2 separate regions of the Pan troglodytes genome follow, and region 2 is linked to region 1. Evidence: chromatin contacts called from public HiChIP or PLAC-seq data. All regions are on one chromosome and are shown on one strand. Each heading gives the region's core, a stretch centred on a gene start, on an enhancer-like site or on the middle of the called end of the contact. The rest is flanking DNA. Distances are from core to core; before and after follow the strand shown. Region 1 holds the start of FAIM (Fas apoptotic inhibitory molecule). Region 2 holds the start of PIK3CB (phosphatidylinositol-4,5-bisphosphate 3-kinase catalytic subunit beta).

What was found. HiChIP or PLAC-seq counts read pairs in DNA pulled down with a chosen protein or histone mark.
Region 2: a contact with region 1 is called in an H3K4me3 HiChIP or PLAC-seq map of stem cell-derived excitatory neurons, with 4 times the contacts expected there. The contact joins the promoter of PIK3CB here to the promoter of FAIM in region 1. A contact is called at or near these places in 1 of 7 Hi-C or Micro-C datasets (stem cell-derived neural progenitor cells) and 1 of 1 datasets of contacts at active chromatin or transcription factors (stem cell-derived excitatory neurons).

What each region holds. Positions count from the first base shown.
Region 1 is chr2:141,820,883-141,824,104 of NHGRI_mPanTro3-v2.0_pri, reverse strand. FAIM (Fas apoptotic inhibitory molecule) reads right to left here and starts at 1,882. Exons shown (of 5, transcript XM_001157252.8): 1 at 1,679-1,882. It also overlaps a transcript of CEP70 not described here.
Region 2 is chr2:142,048,247-142,051,683 of NHGRI_mPanTro3-v2.0_pri, reverse strand. It overlaps PIK3CB (phosphatidylinositol-4,5-bisphosphate 3-kinase catalytic subunit beta), which reads left to right and starts at 2,167. Exons shown (of 23, transcript XM_016942048.3): 1 at 2,167-2,400.

The DNA of each region.
Region 1 (3,222 bases), core at 633-3,132:
CGCACGTCTGTAAATCCCAGCTACTCCGGAGGCTGAGGCACAAGAATCGCTTGAACCCGGGAGGTGGAGGTTGCAGTGAGCCGAGATCATGCCACTGCACTCCAGCCTGGGTGACAGAGGGAGATTCTGTCTGAAAAATTAAAAAATGAAACTTGGGAGCAAGAAATTAATCCACTGTTGTTTTTAAACTCTTATGCATGTACTTAATTTTCAAGATTCTATGACCAAACTGGAAAATGATAAATACAAAAAACCCTCTATTTTTGCAAATATTTTATTAAAATGTAAATTTAAAAAGATGAAAAACCATATTCCACTTACTTTCACTGATGGAGATGATACCAAGCATTTGAAACTTTTTACATGTCTTCAAAGAAAGCTTTTTGAGTATCTCATACTTACCCATCAATCTTTTAAAATCCCTTCCCTAGCAACCCAACACCTAAGTTTCAGAGCATGACTTAAACACCAACACGTTGCCACTGTTCACCTAATCCACCTGAATTTTGCCTTAACTTAGGTTTATTCTTACTGGGGACTGAAATGGTTCGTTCAAGATAAACCGAAGTCAGTTTAAAAATTACTAGATGATAGTAGTTACTAAGATGCTCATGGTTCCCTTTTCAGCAAAGGCCCCCAGGTAGGGCCAGCCAATAATGCAAGTCACACTCAAGTGTTGACATCTTCATCTCCGGACCGGCCTCTTATGAAGTGAGGGGGGTCTCCAGTAAAATCACTCGGGAAGCTCCTCGAGCCAAGTATTCCCAAATGCTACTTACTGGAGGTACAAAAAGGAGAATAACTTTTCTGAGGGCCATTTCACAATGTATACCAGAAGCCTTGTGGTATAGACCGTGGATTCTATCTTGTTTTAGAACGAATCTTGTGGGATTCATTCTACAGAAATGATCACGCTCAAAAACCCAGATGCAACGATGCTCAATGAATTACTTTTTGCAATAACTAAAAACTGAAAACCACTTGTACGCTCACCATCAGGGAGAAACTACATTTAGTAAATCACAGTGCAAAGCCATGCCGAGAGAGAGAGAGAGAGAGAGAGAAAGAGAGAGAAGAGAGAGAGAGAACTTTATGATGCAGGTTCTGCAAAAACAAGCCCCGCTCATATTACAAGGAAAAACCATCTGGAAGAATATACACCCTCCTGTTAACCCAGCTTGTCTCTGGGGAGCAGCGGCACGGCTGCTTTGCTTGCTTCCTTGCTTTCTGTTCCACGTTTTCGACAGTGACAAGTATTATCTTTAGAGGTCGCGAACAGGCCGGAGGAGGGTGCGGCAGGTCGCGGGGCAGGGCCTCGCTAGGCAGGGACGCCCCCGCACCGCCCCGGGCTGGCCCCGCGCCCCGCCGCACCTCCACCTTTGCCGGCGGTGAGCGGGAGCCGCGTCCCGCCCCGAGGTCTGGGATCACCGGCGGGCCGGCTGGAAGCGTCCGGAACTCACCCAGCGCCTCACCCGCGCGGGTCTCACCGACCGCGCAAACACCGCCCGCCGCCGCCGCCGCCGCCGCCCAGAGATGGCCGCCGCCGGCGCAGCAGGGCCGAGAGCGTGGGGACGCCGGGGGGCTGCGTGCAGGGGTTTCCAGGGTGCGGAGCGGGCAGGCCCGAGGCGTCCGGGCGGGCGCAGGCGCGACACCGACCCCACCCGGTCTGCTGCCTCACCTGTGCTCTGTGGGCCGCGGGAGGTTCTGGGGTAGGTTGCACTAAACAACCGGTTGGTTCCGACTCGGCTACGTAGGCCGCGTGGCCTTGCTCCCCTGGCCGAGAAACAGGCGCAGCCGGCGCGGAGGTTGAAAGCTCTGCAGGCGCGAGTACCAAACGCGCCGACTGTTTGTCGAGCCTCTCAGGTCCCCTGGGGCGACCAGCGCAGGAGGCCGCCCCTCCCGCCGCCACGGACCCAACCCTGGTCCTCTGCCTTAGCCGAAGGCCGCACCCTCCGCGCATAGGCCTTCCTCAGCCCCAACCCAGGACATCACTATGTCCCGCAGTGCGTCCAGTCTTCCCGCCAGCAAGTGTGGGTAGGAGCCGGCCGCTGGCCCCGCTCTGGGCTAGACGGTGGGGACATCCTGGCGGGCAAAAACAGCCCTGTGCCTGCTCTGCAGCTATGGGGAAGGAATATCTGTTCATGGCAGCAATAGCATTCGCTCCTTAAAACCTCTTTATGGAGTCTCATTCCTTTTTTAAAGACCCAAACTACTTAAGGTGGGCATGAAGCCCCCATGTGTGATCTAGCCCCTGCCTGCTTGGCTTCATTTAGGTCCTTAAAGGATGCAGGTTTCTTCTCGCCCAGGGCCTCTGCAAATGCTCTTCTCTCTGCCTGGACACTCCTCACCTCTTCCCTGTTGTGAGTGTTCTTCATATATCATTTCTTAGATTACACTATCCTGGCCCATAAGACTTGCAGCATTGCTGGGTGTGGTGGCTCATACCTGTAATCACGGCATTTTGGGAGGCAGAGTGGCGGATCTCTTGAGTCCAGGAGTTCAAGACCAGCCTGGGCAACATGGTAAAAAAAAAAAAAAAAAAAAAGAGAGAGAGAGAATGAGAAAGAAGAAAAGAAAATAATTAGCGGCTCAGGCCTGTAATCCTAGCTACTTGGGACGCTGAGGTGGGAGAATTGCTTGGGCCCTGAAGGGAGGTAGAGGCTGCAGAGAGCTGTGATTGCACCACTACACTCCAGCCTGGGCAACAGAGCGAGACCCTGTTTCATTAAAAAAAAAACACACACACAAAAAGAAACAGCCGGGCTCAGTGGCTCACGCCTGTAATCCCAGCACTTTGGGATGCTGAGGCAGGCATGGCAAAACCCCGTCACTACTGAAAATACAAAACTTAGAGGGGTGTGGTGGTGCATGCCTGTAGTCCCAACTACTTGGGAGGCTGAGGCAGGAGAATCGCTTCAACCTGGGAGGTGGAGGTTGGAGTGAGCTGAGATTGAGCCACTGCACTCCAGCCTGGGCGAAGAGCAAGACTCTGTCTCAAAAAAAAAAACAAAAAACAAAAAACGCCGGGCACGGTGGCTTACACCTGTAATCCCAGCACTCTGGGAGGCCAGGGTGTGCGGATTGCCTGAGGTCAGAAGTTTGAGACCAGCCTGGCCAACGTGGTGAAACCCTATCTCTACTAAAAATACAAAAATTAGCCGGGCATGGTGGCATGCGTCTGTAATCCCAGCTACTCAGGAGGCTGAGGCAGGAGAATCACTT
Region 2 (3,437 bases), core at 918-3,417, 230 kb before region 1:
CCCAACTTATTGTGTTTTTTCTTTTTCAAAACTTATCACTGTGAGGTCATGCAAAACCTTCAAAATATTTATGTAGGCAAATATTTTTCTTTTTTCTATAATGGTTCTGGGCTTCCTGTCTTGCTTAAAATTTCTGCCTCATTGGCCAGTAATCACATCACTTTTGGGAGGCTGAGGCGGGCAGATCACGAAGTCAAGAGATGGAGACCATCCCGGCCAACACAGTGAAATCCCGTCTCTACTAAAAAACAAAAAATTAGCCAGGCATGGTGGTGCGCGCCTGCAGTCCCAGCTACTTGGGAGGCTGAGGCAGGGGAATCCCTTGAATTCAGGAGGCGGAGGTTGCAGTGAGCCGAGATTGTGCCACTGTACTACAGCCTGACGACAGAGCAAGACTCCGTCTCAAAAAAAGAAAAAAAAAAATTAGGCGTGTGTGGTGGCAGGTGCCTGTAATCCCAGCTACTCTGGAGGTTGAGGCAAGAGAACTGCTTGAACCTGGGAGGTGGAGGTTGCCATGAGCTGAGATGGTGCCACTGCACTCCAGCCTGGGCAACAGAATGAGACTGTCTCAAAAAAAAAATTTTTTTTCCTCTTAAGTTTCTGTTTTGTAAATTTTTATATTTTTTAATTCTTCTGGATTTTTTTTTTTTTTTCCCTAGACAGGGTCTTGCTCTATTTCCCGGGCTGGAGTGCAGTGGTGCTACCGTGCTATCTCGACTCACACCAGCCTCGACTTCCCTCGACTTCCTGGGTTCATATTATCCTCCCACCTCAGTCTCCCAAGTAGCTGGGACAACAGATGCACATCACCACACTCACGTCATTTTTGTCAGTCTCGCTATATTGCCCAGGCTAGGTGTGAACTCCTGGGCTCAAGTGATCTGCCCACCTCGGCCTCCCAAAGTGTTGGTATTACAGCCTCTTCTGGAATTTATTTTTCAATGTTCTTGCTTTAAATCGAAAGTCAATTAAAACCAGGATCATTGGCCGGGCACGGTGGCTCATGTCTGTAATCCCAGCCCTTTGGGAGGCCGAGGCGGGCGGATCACCTGAGGTCGGGAGTTCGAGACCAGCCTGACCAACGTGGAGAAACCCCGTCTCTACTAAAAATACAAAATTAGCTAGGCGTGGTGGCGCATGCCTGTAATCCTCAGGAAGGCTGAGGCAGGAGAATCGCTTGACCGGGGGAGGCAGAGTTGCGGTAAGCCAAGATCGCGCCATTGCACTCCAGCCTGTGCAACAGTAGCGAAACTCTGATTCAAAATAAATAAATAAATAAAAAATAAAAAAAACTAGGATCATTTCTCCAATAAACTATTGGTTTGTCACTTAATTGATTTGTCACGTTTGCTTTTTATTATGTTGTACTTCTAGATTTTATCCCTGACTACTCAACTATTTGTCCAGGGTAATATAGGAGCATTACGTTAGAATATACTAGCTTTGGAGTGAGTTAAAATGTTGGTTTTCAGTAAGTAAAATTTAAGTGTCCCACTAGAAAGAGGGCTGTGATATTTCGCGGTTGGGGTCAAAGGTAACAGGAAACAAGGTAGGCAAAAAGGGGTAAAGTTTAAGGCTCTGCAGACAAATGTTAGGTGTTGTTACTGCAAAATTGAACAAAGAACAAGAATCTTGGGCTTGAAAGGCTGGACTTTTCCCTAGAAACAACCATTCACAGTGTAGGGACTGAAGGGCCAGCTGTGAGGCAGCCGAGCTAGCGCCCTATCCTCACAAAGGGAGTGAAAGACGGAGACGGGTAGCGGGAAAAAAATAAGTGCTGCGTCCAAGAATTTAGGAGTCAGTCCATGTCGCAGAACAGGGAGAAGGGCTGGGAAGAAAAGGCCAGCAAGGAACCTAGGAAGAGCGGAATCTCTCGGGAGGAAGTTATGGAGGCCGCAGCGGGTGATGGGTCTCTCCTGAAGGCGACTTGCCGGGGATTCCCTATTCCGCAGTCCTCTGGGAGTCGCAAAGAGAGTTAGGAAAGGCCGTGCAGCAGCGTCGCAGCCGGGCTGGCAACGGTAGAAGAATCGGCAGTGAGGCCTCTCCCCACACCCTGCCAGCCCAGCTGCCGCCGCCGCCGCCACCGCGGGGCCCGGGATTGGCCCGAGGGCGGCGCAGGGCGGGGCGGGGGCTGCTGGGATGCAGGCCTGAGAGGCTCGCGCGCGCGCACACGGGCGCGGGTACGGCGGCGGCGCGCGCGTGCTCTGTCGGCCTGTGCGGCGCTGCGGCGGAGCGGGCCATGGCAGTGGGGAGCGGGCGAGTGTAGTGCTGCGCGGGGCAGGCGGGAGGTGATCGAGAGAGGCAGGGATGGGGGCGCCGGAGTGGAGCGGTTGCGGCGGCCTGGGCTGCTGACTGCGCACTTGGAATAGTAGCAGGCGGCGGCGGCGGAGCGCCAGGCAGGTGAGTGCGGCGGCCGGGACCCGGATGCGGCGCCGGCTGCGGTGCCCCCGGGCGTGCTGGCGGTGCGTTCTAGCTTGCCGCTACCTGCGGCGCTGGCGACTCTTGTGGTTGCACCGCGCTTCCTTCCAGCTTGGAGGATAACCGCCTACCGGCCGGTGGGGGCGTCTGGCTTGGTTGCGGCCCGCCCTGGGCTCTCCAAGGTGAGTGGCGCCCCCCGGCCCCTGGGCGGCAGAGACGCTGCCGGGCGTCCCGGGCCACTGTCGCTTTGGGTCCCGTTCCTGAGGGGCGTTTCTGTGGAGAGACGGCGTACTCGCGTCCCGCGTCTATGCGGACACCTCCGGAACTTCCCGACCCTCAGGTGCCTTTTTGCGCAGAAGTGTATTTCAGAGGCGTGGACCCAGGGTTATTAGGTTACGGACATGTTTTCGAATCCCAACGCCGCTGCTGACCAGTCCTGGGGCCTTGGGCCAAAATATCCTGATGTGTTAAATGGAAATAATAATACATACACCATAAGGTTGTTGTGAGGTTAGGCATAACTGAACAAGTGCTAAGTAAATGATACCCCTGCTGCAGCATCTCGTGTTAGCTATTGCTAATTCCTGGCTGCTGGCGTGCGTTTGGGGGCACATTTATTTCCGATCTGCTCTGGTGTTGCAGTAACCGATACTGGAGTTGCTTAATATTGGAGCCTGTTAACCTCGCAGTGGCCAAAATAGAATCCTATAGTCCCTTACTAGAATCCTGCAGTCTCTTCCCGCAGGGCTGAATTGGAACCCTGTGTCAGGTACTGAGTGGGAATTGCTGCTGAAATGAAACCGAGCAAATTCGGGATTCGCTTAGGATGAAAGATGGTGGGACGTAAACTTGAAGTGCCTTGCTGTTTCATCTCAAGTGACACTTGAACTCTGCCACTTGTTACAGAGTTATAAACACACGAAGAGTATGGAAACAGACTCTTTTTTCTGCATTGCTACATCCAAAGGGAGTGACAAGTGCTTTTGTAAACATCATTGTGGGCAGTGTGACTGTCTGGT